Regions from separate parts of the Sus scrofa genome. Here region 1 is linked to region 2. The links are chromatin contacts, called in public Hi-C maps. All regions are on one chromosome and are shown on one strand. Each heading gives the region's core, a stretch centred on a gene start, on an enhancer-like site or on the middle of the called end of the contact. The rest is flanking DNA. Distances are from core to core; before and after follow the strand shown.

The links. A called contact is a pair of places that touch in the nucleus more often than the background predicts.
Region 1: a contact with region 2 is called in a Hi-C map of liver, with 5 times the contacts expected there. The contact joins two enhancer-like sites. A contact is called at or near these places in 6 of 47 Hi-C or Micro-C datasets (blood, liver and skeletal muscle) and 2 of 2 datasets of contacts at active chromatin or transcription factors (alveolar macrophages and skeletal muscle).

The regions. Positions count from the first base shown.
Region 1 is chr14:100,278,413-100,284,076 of Sscrofa11.1, reverse strand. No RefSeq gene overlaps it. Among named protein-coding and RNA genes, the nearest start is that of RNLS, 320 kb to the left of the region's middle. Within about 2 kb of position 2,371, at least 48 of the 83 cell types and tissues checked have an H3K27ac peak or open chromatin away from gene starts, as enhancers often do. A contact at or near this core is called in liver and skeletal muscle, where this site is marked.
Region 2 is chr14:100,155,191-100,160,824 of Sscrofa11.1, reverse strand. No RefSeq gene overlaps it. Among named protein-coding and RNA genes, the nearest start is that of PTEN, 230 kb to the right of the region's middle. Within about 2 kb of position 4,149, at least 22 of the 83 cell types and tissues checked have an H3K27ac peak or open chromatin away from gene starts, as enhancers often do. A contact at or near this core is called in liver and skeletal muscle, where this site is marked.

The DNA.
Region 1 (5,664 bases), core at 1,122-3,621, 130 kb before region 2:
CTGTAGTCCTACGCTCTTTACTTCCGACACCCTAAACATAAAATGGGGTGGGAGGAGAGGGGAAGGAACAGGAAGAGAAAAAAAATGGAATTTAGATAAACGTAATAAATCTGTTATATTACCTACATTACACATTGGATGTGTTTAAAGAAAAAACCCTCGATTCAGAGCAATTGCAGCAAATCACACATCCCTGATTATATGGCAGTATTCCTGGTGGGAAAGCCAGAAGTAGTGAAGGATGGATTTTAGCATGTACTATGCGTTTATTTATGGTGCAGCACATCATCAAACAACACTTCACAGGCTCTAAGCTGGCAAACCAGAGGGCTTTGAAGAGAAATAATGAGCTGAGAGGTTCATGACATGCTATTAAAAAGTTTGTGATTGGATTTGGAAAATCAGATAGGTCTCCACGGAAAGGGACCATTTCTGAGCCATCGCACTTAGAATATTTTTGAACTCCAGAGCAGATATTTATGAGAAGGGAGAGTTGTTTTTGTCTCCAATCCAGGTTCTGGCTCTCATGTCCAGCCGGGAAGCTGCTTTGCACCACAGACCTGAAGTTCTGGAATATCCATGATGTCACCTTTTTCTACTGATCGGCTACCGCTGCACAGAGGCATGCTATTAGCTCTGTGATGTTTTAGCTTAATTCTCCCATATGTGGGTTGTACTTCCAGCCAAAACAAAGTCAGCAGGGGATTTTGCAGCCACCGCATTGCTCAAGGTGCTGCCGGCTCAGTGAGATCGGGGAGATCAGATCAGGATTCATGATGAACAAAAAGATGAAAAGAAAGAATAGACACCAGGGGAGTGAGATTTCAGGTTGCCTGGTGTGTGATTTCCAAATCAAACCTTTATTTTTCCAATCAGTGATTTGATGTTCTGGGTTTCACCTTTGAGGTTTTCTGTGATTTTCTGGCAGACATGATGGTTGAAAGCACCCTGTTCTGAGTGGATGGAATCCCTCTCATTAAATTAGAAAGGAGACATTTTAGGATATGAGCTCATGAAAGAGAGATTTTGAAATGGAAAAAAAAAAAAAAAAGTACACACATACACAGTAACACATAACTAGGCCAGCACAGGATGCATTTGTGGTTAAGCCATTTTTCCCATTGCAGATGACACTTTAACGCTTTGAATCCCAGAGTCCTTCTGCACACACCCAGCAGGAAAAGAAGTCTCTGCAGCTGCCTCTCTGAAGCCAGGCTGTACCACAGGTGGAAGGAAGAAGATCTAGCCCACACAGAGTCACCAAACCCTTCAATTTGAAATCACTCTGGGACTCCTTCTCCTCTCCCCGCCAGTGCCAGCCATGTCATGGCGTAAACACATAACCCTTGCTCCCAGAAGATCTTTTGAATAGAACAAAACATGGGACAGAGCAATAAAGACTCCTTGTGGTCCTTAGGGACAAAAAGGGGGTGTGGGGTGGCTAATCAAAAGCAAATAACCGTTGTTTCTTCTCCAGCTTTTTCCACTCAAGTCACAAGGATGATAGTACATTTTCAAGCCTACTCCAACCAGTCTGAAATGTGCAAGTATTTGCTTCGAATGGGCAAAGTTGTTGTTGTTGTTGTTGTTTTTTCTTCTTTTTTCTTTCACTGTGGGAAAATGCACTTATTTTCAGTCACCCCTGACATCTGACCACTCGACTGATCACGAGGACACTGTGGTAAACCACAGCTCAACTTGAAATTATCTCTTTCAGGCATGGTTCCTGTATTTTGGATGGCACCATCCTTGGCTGTCCAGTTTCGGCTCCCCTCCATGGGAGTTCCATTTTCACTTTCCTCTGTCTCCTCAAAGTGAGAGGTCTTGCTCTCAAGTCTGTCCATTGGGCTTGTCCTCAAAATAAGCTGAATACAAAAAAATGACGCCAGTGCTCCCAGCCAAGATCCCCAAAGCAACCCATTTATACATTGTGTTCTTTTTAAAGGGGGAAGGCACACAGAAAACATGAAGACTTTAAACATCCTGGAGAGAAGGAAAAAAAAAAATTCTCCTGATTAATATTAGGATGATCCAGCAGGGTTTATACATATTCCTTCTGTTTGAATCATCTTGGTTTTTGTAGCTGTTTTACACCTCCAGGATCCTGCCATCTGCCCACTCTAAAGAAATGCAGCAAAGCATTCCAAAAACAATGGCTGGAAGGAAATAATTTTGAACAAACTCAAGAGACCGACTTTTTTGCACCCTTCTGGTTCCTGCTACACTCCCTGGAGGAAAGACAGTGGGGGAGAGGGGGTGCCCTGCGGTTCATGTGGTGGGGGTTCACCTCCTAAGAACCCCCGTCTGGAGCCCTGTCCTGCCATCAGGCTGACAAGAGAGAACTTCGTGTACAGATCTGGCTGCCCTCTTGGCTGAGGAAGCAGGAGGAGGAGGGGTGGGCGGCTCCCTGGGCAGTTCTGTCCTACTCAGATCTGGTGTGTGTCACTGGAATATAGGTCAGCCTTTGCTGGACAACTCGAAGCAGGCTGGAAGCATGGGCCCCGCACCGAGCCTGGTCCCCCTCACTCTCTTCCTGCCTGAGACAAGAGTTAACAGGCCCAAGGAACACAAAGAGGCCATCAGGACCGACGAAAGCGGTCTTCCCTTTGGCTCACAAAAGCCTGGGAAATCTAAAGCTTAGCAAAGGCTTTATCAGTCCTGGGGTTGGGCCAAGGAGCAGGCTGAAGTTCAGCTGGCCAGGCCCAGCGCAGCTGCTGGCTGTTCACGCTTCCCACAGGGACTTTTCCTCAGCCCCCGATTTAGACAGTGAAGGGGATGGGTAGTGTGCATGTCGCTGCCGAGGGTGATTGGAAAAACAAAATGACTTTCAATTACCGAGCAGTTCAGGTGGAGGCAGTGAATGTAGAAAAGGTTTTCTTTCCAGCAGCAAAATGAGGTGTCAGTGAAAAAGCTGCTGGCCTTGCGGAGAGGTTATTGCTTGAAAGGAATATTGGCAAATGCTTTCGGCTGAACGTTTAGGCTTGGTTGCTTGCCTTTCCCCCCACAGTTCATAGAGGGATAAAGATATTACATGAATTGGATTTTTCTTGTGAATTAAAACATCGATGTCCTGATTTTGGGTAACAAGCGTTGCAGAGTTAGTGCTGAGCAGGCAGAAAGGAGGGATGGGACTAATGCTCTGCCTTCAGGGCAAGGCAAAAAGAGGTTCACAAAAGAGCGTGATTCCACTGATTGTTCAAGGTCACCAGACTGTGCATGCTCGACGTGGAACTCAAGACTCCCAAATCCCAGTGTCTGATTAATTGTCCCTTGACTAAAACAATGAATATAAAATGGATTAGCAAAAGGTGTTGCTCCAGGCCAAAAAGTTCAGAAAGCAAACAGAACTTCAAGGAAAGTAGGATTTTCTTTAATTAGGCTGACATTGAATGCCTCAGTAGTAATGCCTTGGTAATGTGAAATTGCCTTTTGCGCAGTATGTATATGTGTAATTTTTTTTTTTTTTCAGTCGTGCCAGTTAAAGGGTACTGAGTATCACTGTGCTGTGTTCCTGTTTTCCCCACATCATGTGATTTACCCCTCACAGGAACCTGGCGGGTCATGTATCGTCACCACTATGTTACTGATGGGGCTGAAACTGATTCAAGTTTTGCTTGATGTGTAAGTGGTAGAACTTGGATGCAAATCTAGGTTTCTAACTTCCATTTTCAGAACCACTTAACAGCCTCTTTTAAATAGCATCTTATTTTGTGTATTCATATCTGGGTTGACTGTTGTAAAGTGTTAAGTTCCTGGATGAGGAAAACTATGAGCTGAAACAGAGGTTCTTTGAATTACCTACTTGCAATATTTTGCCTAACTATGAAAGTAGTGGGGTTGGTCATGAAATACTACCATCCTTTTTAATGAAATAGTGTATATGTTTATAGAAAAAGAAAACTCTGTGAGAAAGACAATATATATATATATATATATACCTCAATATTTGAAATACATTGAGATGTCCAGGCATAAAAATAGTTGTTATGAGATGAAAATATTGGCTTGTATAGCTGGAAAATTAATGATACTAGCTCTTCTCATGTGATTTGATACTAAGTAGCACACAGGTGATTCAGTATGCAGTTGTCACTGCAGCGGCTCAGGTTGCTGCTATAACTCAGGTTCAATCCCTAGCCCAGGAAATTCCACAGGCTTGGGCAGTGCAGGAAAAAAAAAAAAAAAAAAAAAAAAAACAGAGGAAAAAGATATAGTATCTTTTCTCTATTTTTTATCTTTCTTTTTGAAAAAAGGAAAGATATGGAAGTAGGAAAAATAAGTTAAAAGTGCTAGTAATAATAAAGGTGAAAAATGGATTGCACACCCCCCTCGGGAATCTTATGGCCCAGAAGTGGAGGCAGACGTGTGATATTATATGATATAAAAAAAAAGTATGATAGATGAAAAAATAGGAACATGTGCAAGGCCCAAAAGTAGGATATAAGGAAGTAGTTCCCATTGTGGTGCAGAGGAAACAAATCCAACTAGTATCCATGAGGATGTGGGTTCAATCCCTGGCCTCACTCAGTGGGCCGGTGATCCAGTGATGCCATGAGCAGTGTTGTAGGACACAGAAGCGGCTCAAACCCTGTGTTCCTGTGACTGTGGTGTAGCTGGCAGCTACAGCTCCAACTAGACCCTAGCCTGGGAACGTCCATATGCCACAGGTGCAGCCCTAAAAAAAAGGCGGGGGGTATAGGGAGATGTAATTACCTAGAGAGAGAAGGAAAGGGTCAGGAAAAGCTTTACAAAGTAGGAAAACTTGAGCTGGAATTTAAAGACTTGGACTAAGTGGATAATGGAAGAAAAAAAGAAAAGTCTGTACAAAGTCAGAGCATGAAATGAGCTGACATTTTAGGCCCTTGGAGGAATCTGATATTGTTGGAGGGGAGAGCAGATGTGGAGAGATGAACTGGTGAAGTAGTTAGAGGCCAGAGCTTGGAGTTGGATGGTGAGCCACTGACAGGTTTGCAAAAGTAGATCTGAGTTTCCAAAAAATTACCCTCGTGGTGATGTCAAGAATGAATAGTTGGTCATCTGATCAACAAAATGAAAAGCTGGTTGTTTCAAAAAAGTAATTAAATAGACAAACTCCTGCATGATTGATTTTTTTAAGAGGCAGAAATAAACAGTACTAGATATGAAAAAGAACATTGAAGCAAGAAAAGTAAATATTTAAAAATCATAAGAGAATCACATGAACAACTTTAGACCAATGTATTTGAAACCTTAGACACACCATACAATTTTTAGAAAGCATAAATTATGGAAACTAACTTGAGAAGAAATTGACAGTAAATAAACCTAAAACCAGTAAGAGGGGAAAAAAATTAACTCAGTCAAAAGTATACCACAAAGGGTAGAAGTGCCAGGAGATTTTGTGGACAATTTTTCCAAAACTTCAAAGAAGAAATAAGAGCCCTTAGCAAATGACCATTCTAAGGAACAGGAAACAAGGGAAAATTCACCAACATATTTTATTTAAAAAATTCATTATAATCCTGATGTTAAAGCCAAACAGAGATAAAATAAGAATCAATCTCACATATAGACAAAGATGCAAAAATACTAAATAAATATAAGCAAGAAATCCAAAATAAGTGTGTATGTATAATATCAAATAAAATATATTTTATGTGGCATACATACAAGAATTATTTAACA
Region 2 (5,634 bases), core at 2,900-5,399:
TCCACTCCTTCTCTCATTTACACACCAAGAAGCTGAGACCCTCAAAGGAGCTGGGCCCAGGACAAGTGGATAGTTGATCACAAATCCAAATGTGAAGAACCCAAGCTTCCCACTCCCTCATTCTCTATTGAGACTTTTTCCATGAACCCATCACCTTGAGAGTTAGGAAGTAAGTCCTACCTTCCTCCCACCCCACATTCTACCTATTTAGTCCATAAAGTTCAATCACTACCCTCTCAGGTGCATCACTATATTTTCATGGACTGGAGAAAGAGTACAAAGGAAATCCACAAATCTGAGGACCTAACAGGTATAAGTCAAGCACCAAACTGCTAAAGAAAATATGTTCTATCCCCCTGCCTTGACAAATAGCCTTCATAATGACCTAGAGAGTGACGTTCAAATCTCAAACCATAATTTGAAAAGATACATGCACCCCAATGTTCATTGCAGCACTGTTTACAATAGCCAAAACATGGAAGCAAACTAAATGTCCATCAACAGATGAGTGGATAAAGTAGATGTGATATATTTATACAATGGAATATTACTCAACCATTACAAAAATGAAATAATACCATTTGCAGCAACGTGGGTGGACCTAGATATTATCATACTAAGTGAAGTAAGCCAGACAAAGACAAATATCATGTAATATCATTTATATGTGGAATCTAAAAATAAATGATACAAATGGACTTATACACAAAACAGAAATAGGACCCACAAACATAGAAAACAAACTGATTGTTAGTAAAGGGGAAAGTGGGGGCGGGATAAGTTTGGAATTAAAATATACACACTACTATATATAAAATAGATAACCAACAAATACCTACTGTATAGCACAGGGAACTATACTCAATACTTTTTAATGACCTATAAGGGAAAAGACCCTTAAAAAAATATATATATGTATGTATAACTGAGTCACTTTGCTGTACCCCTGAAACTAACTCAGTATTGTAGATCATTTACTTCAATTGAAAAAAAGAAAAAAAAAATTCCAAACTCCTCAGAGTTCCTCAGTGAACATGGCACATGAGGAGAAGGCAGTCCCCTAGCCCCAAGGCCATACCCAGCTCTTCCAACCCCTGGCTCTGTCCCACACTGTGAAGGACCTTGATCACGTGTATACAGGACCCTCTAACCATGTCTAAGCTGCACCCACAACTTTCTGCCATATCTGCCACACACGACCCTCAGTGTGGCAGATTCTCAGCCTGGGTATGGAAGTGGGTTCAGGGCTTTGGGGGCGGGACTTTGGGGTTCCAGCACTTGCAGTATGGAGGGGCGTGGGCTCTGAGTGGAAGGAGTTCCTCAGCCCTGCAGAATACTTGCCTGTGTGGAGAGGTGCGGCAGGAGAAGGCCAGGCTAGTCTCTCGAAAGGTGGAGCCCAGGTGAAGGCAGTCTGCTTGCTCTACCTGTCCAAGTGTCACCAGAATAATTTCAGAGAAGCAGCCTGAAAGGAAACCCCTGAGAACGGAAGCATGCATCTCACCTCCCCAAACCATGGGCTTTTTAACTACAACAGCCCTCCAGCCCCACAAGGATGGCCATTCCCCAGGTTCATGAGCAGAAGCCCCAGGAAGATTTCGTGTGACATACCGAGGCATCAGGAAGGGCACAGCAAGGTGACCTGGGGAGACTTTTCTCAGCACCCCCACACACACACACACACCCCCATTTGGTAAATTAGAGAAGATCAGTAAAAACTGGAAGGAGACTCGAGGCTCACATTATTTCTGGATGGTTTGCTCCATGTAAATAATAGGAACTTTATGGTGGCAAACAGATTGTACATTATCATTAGTATGATTTCAGCCTGCTTTATGGCTCCTCAGCTAGTTGGAAACATATTTTTAGTTCTAATATCAAAACCTGTCAGAATTTGTTTTGCTAAAGCTAACAGAATGATACAGGTCAGATCAATTATTATGAAAAATTCAATTAAGAAAGCGCCATATGTGGCACTATAAAAAAGACTGCGCCGGCACATATGGCTGGAAAAAAGTGACGGCTCCAACACTGTCCTGCCCTTCAGTCCTTGTCACTGTGGCCATATTGGAGGGGAAACTCCCTCCTCCTTTTCCATGCTAGGCTCATGCTCCTCTCTGCCCCCCCAAAACTCCTGCTCTCCTCTGTCACCCCAACCCAGGGGATCGGCAACCAGTTTAATTGTGTTTGCCTGCAGAGGACTTAGTTAACAGGGCTTCTGGTATTCCAGAGCGCTGAAATGTTTAAACAGGAAACAAAGAAACGTTTGGACAATTAAATACAAGGGCTCAAGTTTTATTGGCTGTCCTACCTCTGGCCTGCTGCAGGAGGGGTCATGGGTTAGGAACACCAGCTCTGGGATCCCAGGAGTTGGATTTAGGTCCCTACTCTGCTACTTGCTCTTCATGTGACAGTGAAGAATGCACTTAATCCCACTAAGCCTCACTTCTCTTATCTAAAAATGGGGATAATAACATCAGCTCCCTCATGTATCTGTCAAGTAAACTCAGTGAGATAACGCACGTTAAAGTACTTAGCATGGTGCCTGGCGAATCGTAAAAACTCAATCCGTATTAGTTATTATCTTTATTTTTCTGTCATTGACAGGCAACAGGTGTGGTGGAAAGGCTTACAATTTAAGTCAGGTAATCTGGACCTGCCATTAGCTCTAACACTGCAGGTTGGTCAGTTCACCTCTCTACTTCCTCATCAACAAACGGAGAGGAATCAGACTTCCCATTGTGGCGCAGTGGAAATGAATCCGACTAGTAACCGTGAGGTTGCAGGTTTGATCCCTGGCTTCACTCAGTGGGTTAAGGATCCGGCCTGGCTGTGAGCGGTGGTGTAAGTCACAGACATGGCTCAGATCCCATGTTGCTGTGGCTGTGGTGTAGGCTGACGGCTGCAGCTCCAATGCGACCCCTAGCCTGGGAACTTCCATGTGCCCTGAGTGCAGCCCTAAAAAGCAAAAAAAAAAAAAAAAAAAAAAAAAAAAAAAAAAAAAAAAAGAGGGAGGAATCATATCCATCCGGCAGAGTTGTTTCAGGCTTCAGCGAAATACTGCATGGGGAAAGTGCTTGCAAACCATTATGTGATATGCAAGCATAATTTAATGTAATCATCTCCGAGCTAGACCTGAGCCTCTGGAAGCACTGGGCAGATGCCATCTATGTGAATTTGTTCAGAATATGGACTATCCAGACAGTTGAGTAATACCAAAAAGCATCCTAAGAGTCTAATGATGCAAAGCAAAAAAATGAGGCCCAGAAACGAGGCGGTCTGAACTCAGAAGGGTCGGAGACAAACAGCAAAGCCAGGTTCACAAAGAAATTGCCTGACTTCTCGCACTTAATAGCTTAGCATCTTTCAAAGAGATGAGACACAATTTTTTCAAGTCCCCAAATTGATAGGCAATAGCATGGTTTCAAGTCAGGAGTCGACAATGGTTTTTGCCTCTTAAAACTATAACCCAAGAGATATACCCGGGTGGGGTTGCTGGGACACACCCCCATTGGCAGCCATTCTGGGGCTGGCCAGGCCTGGCCTCAGCGTTTTGCTGATGGAGGCAGCCAGTGATCTGACCACTTGGCTCGGATGGTGGAATGTTTCAACCTTCTGGTCCGCAGCTCTTGGCTAACAATCATGCTCTCCGAGGGCCCTTCCAGCCTGACCATCCTCCAAGGCAAAGTGAACTGATTATTTACACACAACTCTTCCTTCTTGGACTCCGAGGCCTGGGGTGTGGTATGCATTTTCAGCCTGAGTCTCTTGCTTTTGGAAAGCCTCGGGGATGTCGGTACCCCACAGGAACATGGCAAGGGGGAAGGAGGTTGGGAGAAAATGAAAGGAAGGAGGAAGCAGCCAGTGTTCTCGCCAGGCCCTGCTTTGCCTCTTCAGGTGGAGGAAGAGGAAGGGTGGCGTCAAGGTTGCACCAGAGCGGTTCTGAGGAGGAAGCAGTTTGGGGAAGCGGCAGCTTGCAAAGCTCAGGGGAGCTGCTGGCTCCTGGAGGAGGTGGCCTCGTCCCCAGGGAGACTCAGTGTCAGGGGCCCACCGGGAGAGCGGGGTCCTGCTCCTTCAGGGTCACAAAGGGGCTGTAGGCAGGAGCAGGAGACACGTCCCGGGCAGATGGCAACGGACACGGCGGGGCCGGGGCCATGAGCCTGGCCTCGTCCCCACGCTCTGGTCTCCACCTTGGTTTCCTCTTAGCTGTGGCTAAAGAAACAAAACCACGATTTAAAAAAAAAGAAAGAAAAAAAAAAAAAACCCTTACGTGTGTGATTTCAACATTTTATTCAACGGCAGCGGGGGGGGGGGGGGCCTATAGCTTAGCAAGCCTCCTGGGGGCTCCTTCCTCCCCACCTGCTTCCTTCCTGTCCCCTCTCGCTGCTCCCTCTGCTTTCTCGCCCCAGACCCCTTCCCTCAAAATGTCTCCTACTTGCCCCCCCTTTTGCTCTTGGCCCCCTTACCCTCCTCTCTGCTCCCCTCCTTTCTGCCCCCCTCTCTCTCTACCCGCCTCTCTCTCTGCTCCCCTCCATCCTCCCCTCTCTGCTCCCCACACTCCACTCCCTGTCTTTGCTCTCCCCTCTGTCCCCCTCTTCTCTCAACTCTGCTCCCCCCTTTTCTGCCCGCTCCTCCCCTCTGCACCCCCTCTCTTTCCCCTCTGCTTCCTCCTCTCTTCCCCCCTCCCCCGCTCCCCTCTCTCCCCACTCTTCTCCCCCTTCTGCTCCCCCCTCTCCTCTCGCCTTGCCCCCCTTCTCCCACCTCTGCTCCCCTGCCCCGCTCCCAACCCTTGCTCCCCATTCTGCCCCCCTTTGCCCCCTCTTCTCTGCTTCCCCCCCTCAGATCCCCCCTCCTCTCTCTTGCTCCTTTTAGTCTATCTTTCCTGTCCGCAGGCCATCTCTTCAAAATGCCCTGATGAGGACTTTCTGATTTCTCTGTTTCTGGCTCCCAGGACTTTAAAGAGAGTGTAAAATCTTCTATGCCACTGTCAAAAGGCTTTGATGCGGGTGGGGAAAGAATAAGGGAGAGGATATGGTGACTCAAGTTTAAAGAAAGTAAGTGTAATGATCAAATAAGTTTCTGGTCAGTTTTCTAGGAGTACCGATTTCTTCTCATATTTCTTCGCAGCCTCCATAGAGCCTAGCACTATGCCCAACATATGAAAAATACTACGTAAGTATTTGTTGACTGAGTCAATGAATGAATGGAATGAATGAATGAATACTAAAACAAAGTGTGGTTTTAATCCTTTTGAACACATGCAGCCACCATGCCAACTGAACCAGCAAGCAGATGTGCCCAGTCTTTAGAGGATCTTGGAAATCCTCTAGTGAATGGACATATTCACTAATAATTTGCACAAGTGTTATTAAAATGTACATGCTGCTGCTAAGCTTTGCCCTCTTCCATGGGCTAACATTTCCCATGTTTACATTACTAATTTTCTGGGCAAACCTTCTTTTACAAACACAGGTAGAATCCCAATCCACAGGTTCAGTAAACAGAGCCGTGGACTCTGCCCACATCCCATGGTGACACTGCTTTACTTGCCCCATCCTCTCTGTACCCACCTGGTTCCCTGGCCAGCTTGATCTAATTCATCCTCTCAACAAATATTTGTTTTATATCTTTCTATGC